2 separate regions of the Mus musculus genome follow, and region 1 is linked to region 2. The links are chromatin contacts, called in public HiChIP or PLAC-seq maps. All regions are on one chromosome and are shown on one strand. The core of a region is the stretch at or near the end of the contact, and the rest is flanking DNA. Distances in the headings are between cores, read along the strand shown. Region 1 has its middle 25 kb from the start of Khdc1a. Region 2 holds the start of Tmem14a (transmembrane protein 14A).

Region 1 (4,545 bases), core at 518-3,017, 110 kb after region 2:
CTCTATCAAAAATACTCTAACCCAGCCCTATAAGGTCTTTCAGTAGGTATTACCAGTTCCTGGACTCCCTGCCCCTTAATTCCCAAGCCTTGGTGTGGCAAAATTCCTGGATTCAACATCTGTCTTGTTACTTCTTTGTTAGGACTATAAAGTTAACCCCCATTTTGCTCATCACGTCTCGTCCCCGTAGATTAACTGGTAGGCCTTTTACAATGTATGGTTGGAACATACCTTCATGGCATCTCCTCATCCTTCCAGAATAAAATATCAGTACTTTGTTCTGGACATTAACATTGACCAATTCCTTGTAGTAGTGTAACTGTGGGTTGTTTTAGCCAAGCCTGAAGCCATTGATCTGCTATGGACACTGAGACATCAGCCCCTATGTCCAGTAGTCCCTGAAACTCTCTTCAATTAATTCTTAGCATGAACTCTAGGCTCTGAGCCCCTCTTGCTTGTACCCAATAAGCATCTGAGGATCCAAAACCTGCATTTCCTCTTCTATCCTCTTTTAGAGTATTCTTAATTTGAACTTAAGGGAGCAATAATAACATGCCAAACGTTGCCCTGACTGAGTAACCGAAATCCCAATAGCGGAATGTGTTATAATTTTGATTTCTCCAGTATAATCATTATCAATAACACCTGGCTCCAACATAATACCCTTCATGGTAACACTACTTCTTCCAAGGAGCAGATCTATGGTACCTAGTGGTAAAGGACCATACACTCCTGTAGGTAGGGTTTGTATACCCACTTCAGGTGTTAATGTTGGTGGAGAAACTGCTTTCTGCCTGGGGTTTCTCAGAAGAGGTCCTGAATAGATTTCTTTACTGAGAAAGGAAGTAGTGCCCCATAATATTGCTGCTTCGGGCCTGGTGCTGGCCCTTCCTCCAGTTACTCTGAGAGAGAGAGGATTCCCCCTATCATCTCTCTTGGACTTGCATTCATTAGCTCAATGTTTTCCTCTCTTACATCTAGGACATAAATCTGGCTGTTGGCCGTCCTGGGAAAACCTCTGAAGCCTAGTTCTGTTTTTATTGTGATGCTATTTGACTTGATGTCCTATTTGCCCACACCCATAACAACTTCCAGCAGGAACAACTACTCTACTTTTATTCGATTTTTCTGTGTTGAAACAATAGCTCCTTTACTATCTTTCCTTGCAGAGCAGCTGCCATAGCAATACCTTACGTGTATGATGGACCTATGTTAGAATACAATCTGATATAATCTGGCAAATTTTCCTTTTCCCTAAAAGGCTGTAAATACTGTCTGACATACAGTATTAATATTCTCATAGGCAAGCTGCTTCTCCAGTAATAAACTTGCCTCAGAATCCCCCATAAGTCTGCTTGCTGTCTGCAACAACCTGGCCACATCTTGGAACAACTCATCTGGACCCTGCCTAATTTTAGATAAGTCCTCAGTCTGCCTCCCTGTAGAAGGTAGTTTATACCAGGCTTTCTTAGCTGCAGTATTAACCTAGGCATAAACAGCTGGATTAAAATTTAACTGTTGAGCAGTCACAGCATATTTATTGCTCCTCTCCTGCTAGCGTCTCAAACATAATAGATATCCACTGTGCTCAATGGATCACAGTATTTTGGAGTTTCTCAGCAAATTCTGATTTCCATAATAATAAAAAAATCTCCTCCTGACAAGCATGCCCTTGCCAATTGCTTCCAGTCTCCAGGAGGGAGGGGTCCCTGTGGCCAATGATTTGAGCATAGCCTGAGTAAATAGGGCTGTCAGCCCATACTGTGAGCAAACAGTTTCTTTTATTCCTTTAACTGTTTAAAGGGGAGAGGCTGATAATCTCTGACTATATTAACCTTGAGGATCAATCTGCTCTGTAACTAGAAATGGAAAATGAAACCCCTGAACATCATGTCCTCTCTTGGTAGCCTCTTTCAATTTCACCTGTAAGGGGGATAAAAGCCTCTTTGGTCCAGTCAAAGGCTGTGTCCCAGATGGTTTCTGTACTACTACTATGACTGGTGGCTCTGCTCCTGGAAGTGGATCCAGCTCAGCTATGAGGATTTAGATTTTACTAGCTCTCAGTCTTAGAAATCCACTCTGATGGTCCCAAGACCTCCTCTTGATCTGGCTGAGCCTACAGGCTGCTGCATTGCATAGACAATGAAGTGCACTGGCTGCACTTCCTTTGTAACTAACCTATCCTTGGAAGGAATTTCCGGTTCCACCAAGACAGTATGTGGTGAAGAATTCACCTCCCTATGATATTTAGTGGCTTCCTCTTTCAGCTGCTAAGCATTTCCCACATCTAGGGTCTCTTCTTCTTTCTTATAAGGTGGCAGCTCAAAAACTGGATCAGTTATGCTTGATTGTAGGAGTAGATGGCTTAGTTTCACTTTTTCTCCTCCATGGTTGAAGCATCCCTAGACAGGGGCTGCTTCTCCAAAACCTGCTTCTCCTCCTTGTGTCTAGGATCTAATCCATTGCTAACCAAAGTCAAAAGTCTACAAGTATCTACAGGTACTTTACCTGATCCATGCACATCATAGTAGTCTTGAAGTCTTTCCCCAACCTTCTTCCAGGTAACTAAATTTACTGTACCTTCCTCAGGTAACCAAGGACAACGCTTCTCTACAAAAATCTTAAAAATTCTGTAATTGCTATTGCCTTACTTTAGCCCTGTGATCATGAAGCATATTCTTTTTTTTTTTTTAATGTTTTTTTAAAATTAGGTATTTTCTTCATTTAAATTTCCAATGCTATCCCAAAAGTCCCCCATGCCCTCCCCAAAACACTTCCCTACCCACCCACTCCCACTTCTTGGCCCTGGCGTTCCCCTGTATTGAGGCATATAAAGTTTACAAGACCAATGAAAAAGTATGCGACTGTTTCAATTTCCGATTTTGTCTTTTTCTCCACCCTTACCTTTTCTGAGCTCACTTTTCTGAGGTGTCCTTCACTTGATCTCTAATTCTCAGGTCCCTGTTGGGGTGACACCATACCAGAGCCTGCTGGCACAAGCCCAACAGTACCTCTGAGGGGAAGTGATGATTTAAAAAGACAGAGATCATTTTAGGAGGACTGCCAGTGTATACTGCAGCCTCGAGTTTACTGAGTATGGCCTTTTTATACCCCACAGAGCCAAGGGAAGTAAAACCAGAAACTAGCAGAAACAATTGCTGACATTTACACAGGATATCTGTTATTAACAGAGCCCTTCTGTTCTTTCCACCAAGGTATAGGTTCAGCTCCTTGTTTCGAGCCTCAAGTGGACCTCTTCCTAATGATCCATGCATCCATGGGTCAGGAAATATGGCTGCCTGCAAAACATCCTGCTAGGCTAGCAGCCCCTGACTGGCAGGCAGACTTCTACACTACTTCAGTGGCAGGCAAATGGCTCTGGATACTATACCAAAACCTAATTCATACTGTCCCCTGCAGAAGGGGAACCTTTTTGCTTGTTTTATTTGTTTTGTTTTTCGAGACAGGGTTTCTCCGTATAGTTCTGGCTGTCCTGGAACTCACTTTGTAGACCAGGCTGGCCTCGAACTCAGAAATATGCCTGCCTATGCCTCTTTGCCCCTCTGCCCCTCTGCCCCTCTGCCCCTCTGCCCCTCTGCCCCTCTTCCCCTCTGCCCCTCTGCCCCTCTGCCCCTTTGCCCCTCTGCCTCTGCCTCCCAAGTGCTGGGATTAAAGGTGTTTGCCACCACACCCGGCTTTTATTTACATTTCAAATGTTATCCCCTTTCCTGGTTTCCCCTCTGAAACCCCTCTATCCCCTCCCCCCTCCCTCTGCTCACCAACCCACCCACTCCCACTTTCTGGCCCTGGCATGGCATTCTTGCTGAAAGCAACCTACAGAGTCAATGCAATCCCCATCAAAATTCCAACTCAATTCTTAGTCACTGAGTTAGAAAGAGAAAGTTGCAAATCTTCTGGAACAACCACCACAACAAAAAAATCTAGGATAGCTAAAACTGAAAGACCCCCGAAGGGAGACCCTCACTCAAGTCTTGGGATAGCTGCGGACCCCCAAGGACTCGCGAGAGACCAAGCTTGATGCAAATCACATGAGGCTTTATTCGGTGAAAGCCAGAGCTCTGTGGACAACTCGTTTCCCACGAAGGGGTAGAGGAGTCAACCCAGAAGTGAAATCACAAGAAATGAGTATGGGAGGGGTACAAGGAAGGAGTCGTGCCCAGGTGCAGGGGTGATGCAACTATATTGGCTATTGACTGATATGTGGGGCAACTCAGGATTGGCCCTATCTGAAGTTGCTGGGGAAATTTTCCGATTTCAGCCCAGCAACCAGATTACAATCACTTGGCAGAGGACTACAGCAGTTGGCAAATACACGGGTTCAAAGTACGGTCAGAACATTGGCATACACATGAGTTCAAAGAATGGTCAGAACATCGTGCACAAACATTTTCTAAGTCAATGGAGCAAGTTAAACTTTTTTTTTTGTTGTTTTTTGTTTTTATTTTTGTTTTTGTTTTTTGAGACTGGGTTTCTCTATGTAGCCCTGGATGTCCTGGAACTCACTTTGTAGACCAGGCTAGCCTT
Region 2 (4,721 bases), core at 1,881-4,380:
CGAGACTTCTTGCTTCTGAGACCTCTGAAAATGAATGTCCTCAGGGCTAGAGGCAGTCCTTAGAAGTATCACTGAAAAAAAAGAACATGAAAACACTGTTCTTTCTTTCTCCTTCTGGTTTTAAGAGACAGGGTTTTTCTGTGTCATCCTTTCTGTCCTGGAAGTCACTCAGTAGACAAGGCTGGTCTCAAACTCACAGGTCCACCTGGCCTTGTCTCTCAAGTGCTGAGATTAAAGGTGTACACCCCCATCACCAAATGAAAAGATTGTTGTGTCATGGAAATGTGTCACTTTTTAAAAATTGAATATAGGAAGGGGTTATTAATTAATCCTATACTATTTGTACTCCCCCTTTACATTCCATTTTATTGTACACATGTACATTAACCTTCACAGTGTTAGCAGAGCAACATATGGTAATTTTAAAATAGGTTATAACCCAGACTAGGTGGTTCACATCTATAATTCAGCCCTTGGAAGGCTGAGGCTAAAAGGATCACTGTGGCTTTGAGTCCAGCCTGGGAGATATAGGGGATTCCAGACCAATGTGGGTTACGTAGTGAGACTCTCTCTCAAACATTAAGTAATTATTAATATTCTATGTACTGTATGCACACATGCTGATTCAACACGTCTTTGCCTGATGAACAGAAGTAAAGTTGCCATATGGATCAGAAAGGAAAGAGTGAAGACTCTTTGCAGTGTACACTTGGAATACCTGAGACACACTGACTTTCTCAGTGATTGTTGAGAATCAGGCTTAGGACCCAGTGAGAATAACTCAGAAAGTCCTGACTGATTAGACAGCGGGCTGGACAAATGGACTGGTGGCCTGCTTCTCCCTTCCACCATTTTCTCCTCTCCTCTACCTATGGAAACACCCATTACTACAGAGCTAGCAGCTTTCCTCTGGGATCTGCAATTCTCAAAACTGTAAGGATTGGAAGCAGGTGCAAATGTCAGGCAGAGTAAAGAATTTTCTGTTTCCACTAACCTCTAATTTAATCTCACTGTTTGCATTAGGGAAATACACATCAATCCACAGTAGCACTGCTGTGTGTCTCCTATCATGGGGGACCACACACAGTCCCATTACAGACAGTTCATGACAGTACTTACATGTGACACAATTCTGAAGTTATGCTGATAGACATAACTCAAGACCATTTACTCTTCAGGATATTTATTAACCGAGCTTCCTTTGAGATTTTATGTATTTCTCCGGCATGCCAAAGGCTCTAGGCCATACTGAATTGTGCATCTCTGTTACTACGAAATATGGACAAAAAGTCTGTCTTAGTTGGGGTTTTTATTGCCACGATGAGACATGACCACAGCAACTCTTATAAAGAAAAAAACACTTAATTGGGGCTGGCTTATGGTTCCGTGATTTAGCCTATTGTCATCATGTCAGGAAAAATGGTGGCATGAAGGCAGACACTTGGGGATCTGAGGGTTATATATTAGGAAGTACAGACATCAGGAAGAAAGGGTGACATTGGGCCTGGCTCGAGCATCTCAAGGCCAAGAGACAGAGCCCACTCCCGGTGACATACTTCATGAAACAAGGGGACACCTCCTAATAGTGCCACTGCTATGAGCATTTAGGGGCCATTTTCACTCTAACTATCACACAGTCTTACAAGTTGGCAGAGGTGCTGAGGCCACAGGGAATTGTGTCTCTGTCACCATGGATCGTAGGTAGACAGTCTTACAGGTTGGCAAAGGCCGAAGGTTTCACTGCACCCTCATCCTCAGCTCCACCCTTGGCTTCCACTCGAGCAGGTGGCAGCTGATGGCTTGAGCTCAGGTGACAAGTTCCCTCTACCTAAGAGCAGTCCTGTTCCACATATCTGACAGTGTGGAATCCCAAATGCCCTACAGAGAGATGTTCTCTGGGGTTCATTTAGAATCACTGAATAGGAGCATGTTGTGGCGGCTTCATCTTCTGGTACTTTAGTAGGAGAATCTCTGAGTGTCTATTCTGAGCCATATCTTAATCTGCTGCCGGGGCTGATGGTATGAGGGGTGTTTAAGTGCAACAGACTGCACAAGAAGGACTGTGCTCCAACTTTCAGACCAACAGAACAACAACAAAGACCAAACTCTAAATCCACTGTGAGTAAAGGAGCCATCATTTACCCAAGCATGCCATGGAAATAATAAAGCTTTCCAAGAGGGTTTTCATATTATTTTTAGACTTTGAGTAGGAAAGAGTTCTGAATCTGAGGAGGGGGGGGGAAGGGAGAGAGACAGACAGAGAGAGACAGAGACAGAGATAGCTAGGCCACGTGTGCACAATCAGGATGTGGGAAGAAGAGAGAACCAGGAGAATCTGAAAGCAAACTTTAGGATGGGACTAACTCCATAGCTCCGTGTCACTCCATAGCCCTATGTCAGCGCCCCTGCGACACTTCCAGGGTCTGATTAATTCTCTAGGAGCAGTATAGATTTCCCAGTTCTCAAAAGCAGTCACATTACTTCTCCAAATGTGTGTGTGTGTGTGTGTGTGTGTGTGTGTGTGTGGTGTGGTGTGTAGGATCAACAAACAAATGCCACCTGTTTAATGTATATAATTAATGTATATGTCTTTGAGGTAATTCTATTACTCCTCACCTCCGAGAATTCTGGAGCTTTCCTGAATACCTTGATTGCTGTTGTATAAGGGAGGGCACAGTGTTCATCCTAATTACTATTTCCATCCTAGAAAGCCCAACTGGAGTCGCATGAGAATTTACCAAGAGACACAATTTAATGTCAGTGTAAGGAGATTTTCTGGAAACTGATTCCCCTAGCCTTGCAGGACTCAAAATTCTTTCCAACTGTGGCGTTATGTGCCACACCTCCTGATCATCTAAACCTGGATACCTTGATCCCACAGAGTAAAAGAGTAAAAGATCAGGAGGCTATCTATGCCCTTATCTACCTACCGGCATTCATGCCTTGAAATCAGGTTAACTTTCACTGATCCTGAAGACCTTCGCATTCTGGAACGTCCCCACCTCCACTGAAAGTGGAAACAATTTGTAGACTATGTATATGTTGTTTACCTTCCTAAAATTCTTATGACGATGTAGGGGGATCCTAGCTAAACCAAGGAGTCCCTCTGCAAGCATCATCCCGGCCGGCAGGGGGAAGCAGACTCCAACCCTGCGCTCTCGGGGCCTACACAGCCGGGTGGGGAAGCGACTTCACTTCCCAGGGTCTTGGCCTCTGCTGGCCCAGAGCTGCACCCCACTCCCAGGCCGAGGACAGTAGAAGAACTTGGGATCCAGGACTCTACAACGCACGAACCAGCTCCAGAGAGGACTCAGCTCTGTGCACTCTGCTCTCTAAGGCGGGTCGCAGCTAGGCAGTGCGCCTGCGCAGAACTGCTTCCGGATTGAGGGACTACTCTTGCGCTTTTTCCGCTTTCACCAGCTGCAGCAAGTGCTCAAGGGTGCAGGTGAGCTGTGCATCCATCCCTTAAAAGAAACTTTTCATGCAAAGGCATGAGAATAAACCGTTCTTTGCTGAGCATCCGCCCTCTCCTTCAGTCCCTCGATCTTCACAGCAGAAAACAGTTCAGACGACCTGGGGAGGGAGGGAGGGAATGGCATCTGCCCTCCCACAGATCTTTTCTGGCTCATCCTTCCAATTTCCTGAATTTCTGCTTTCCTGGGGGCCCTAAATATCGCATCTGTCTTACTCTTTACCTTCCCAGAGGTGAGGCGTGGTGGTAGGTAAAGTTCAACCAAGACTTGCTTCAAAAATGGCTCTCATGCCCACTTAGATCATAGGTAATTAGTTTATTTTTATGTGAAAATGCTTTGTGCATACTTATTTACAGATATCTTAGTGGGTGGAGAAGATTCAGGAGGACCTGAGATGGTGGGGCTGCGGAGGGATTTTCAGTTTCCTATGCTAAGCAGTGAATAATTTTGTTGCATTGCATCCAGGACGTTTTCCAGTCCTATATCAGCACCTAGCCTCTGTCTGTTGCATGAACATGCAGTGAACATGCCTCCCTCTTCCAGCCACATTCCACAACTTTCAAGTTCTTACACCCTTTGGGGTTTGGGAAGCAGGTGCGGGGAGGCAAGTGTCCTTTGCTTTCCAGAAGAAGCCAGCAAGATAACTGACTTGTGTAAGTTTTCACAGTAAGCAATTGTTGGCAATGGATTAATTTTACCCTTCTATAGAACTAAACTCAGTTCTCTGTGGAGACGCAGGAATTGTGGGATTCCTGACAATGTAGCCAAGGATGGTGAGGCAGTGGGGGTGTGGGTGTGGGTTGGGGGGGTGGCCAGCCACTGGATAACTTCCACACAGGCTGTGTATTGGAGCCACCCACTCATTCTCTCAGGGCAGTGCGCTTGGAGCTGTGTGCAGGTCAGCAATGGATGAACTAGTGTGGGTTTGCCCTACTTGAGCTTGGCTGGCAGAGAAAAAGAATCTGACAGGCAACGAATCTCAAGCAGGAAATTAAAGGAATTTATCTCTTATTGAAACAGGGTCACACGATCAGTTGGGGGACTCAAGAAGGTGAACTCACTTTTCATATTTTAAGTTAGCTTAGAAGAAAAATTAGAATCCACGTTACTATCCAGTGACGAATAATCTGTGCTATTAGCTTTGGATTTTTAAAAAAGTATGTCTTCTTGACTATTAGGCACATCAGTGAATAGTTCAAATATATGTGTATGTGCACACACAAACATGCTCTCGTGCTTACACACACA

The links. HiChIP or PLAC-seq counts read pairs in DNA pulled down with a chosen protein or histone mark.
Region 1: a CTCF HiChIP or PLAC-seq map of CD8 T cells shows a contact between it and region 2, with 6 read pairs. The contact joins the enhancer-like site here to the promoter of Tmem14a in region 2. A contact is called at or near these places in 1 of 39 promoter capture datasets (liver), 1 of 15 datasets of contacts at CTCF or cohesin (CD8 T cells), 19 of 484 Hi-C or Micro-C datasets (B cells, CD4 T cells, DN3 thymocytes and 13 more), 8 of 115 datasets of contacts at active chromatin or transcription factors (CD8 T cells, bone marrow-derived dendritic cells, embryonic stem cells and 4 more) and 1 of 9 other capture datasets (liver).

Annotation. Positions count from the first base shown.
Region 1 is chr1:21,322,659-21,327,203 of GRCm38.p6, forward strand. It overlaps the pseudogene Gm21909. Among named protein-coding and RNA genes, the nearest start is that of Khdc1a, 25 kb to the right of the region's middle. Within about 2 kb of position 1,768, at least 12 of the 459 cell types and tissues checked have an H3K27ac peak or open chromatin away from gene starts, as enhancers often do. A contact at or near this core is called in CD8 T cells, Th2 cells, liver and 1 more, where this site is marked.
Region 2 is chr1:21,215,445-21,220,165 of GRCm38.p6, forward strand. Tmem14a (transmembrane protein 14A) reads left to right here and starts at 3,131. Exons shown (of 5, transcript NM_029398.3): 1 at 3,131-3,445. The region is part of intron 1 of Gm28836 (a long non-coding RNA gene); the gene reads right to left.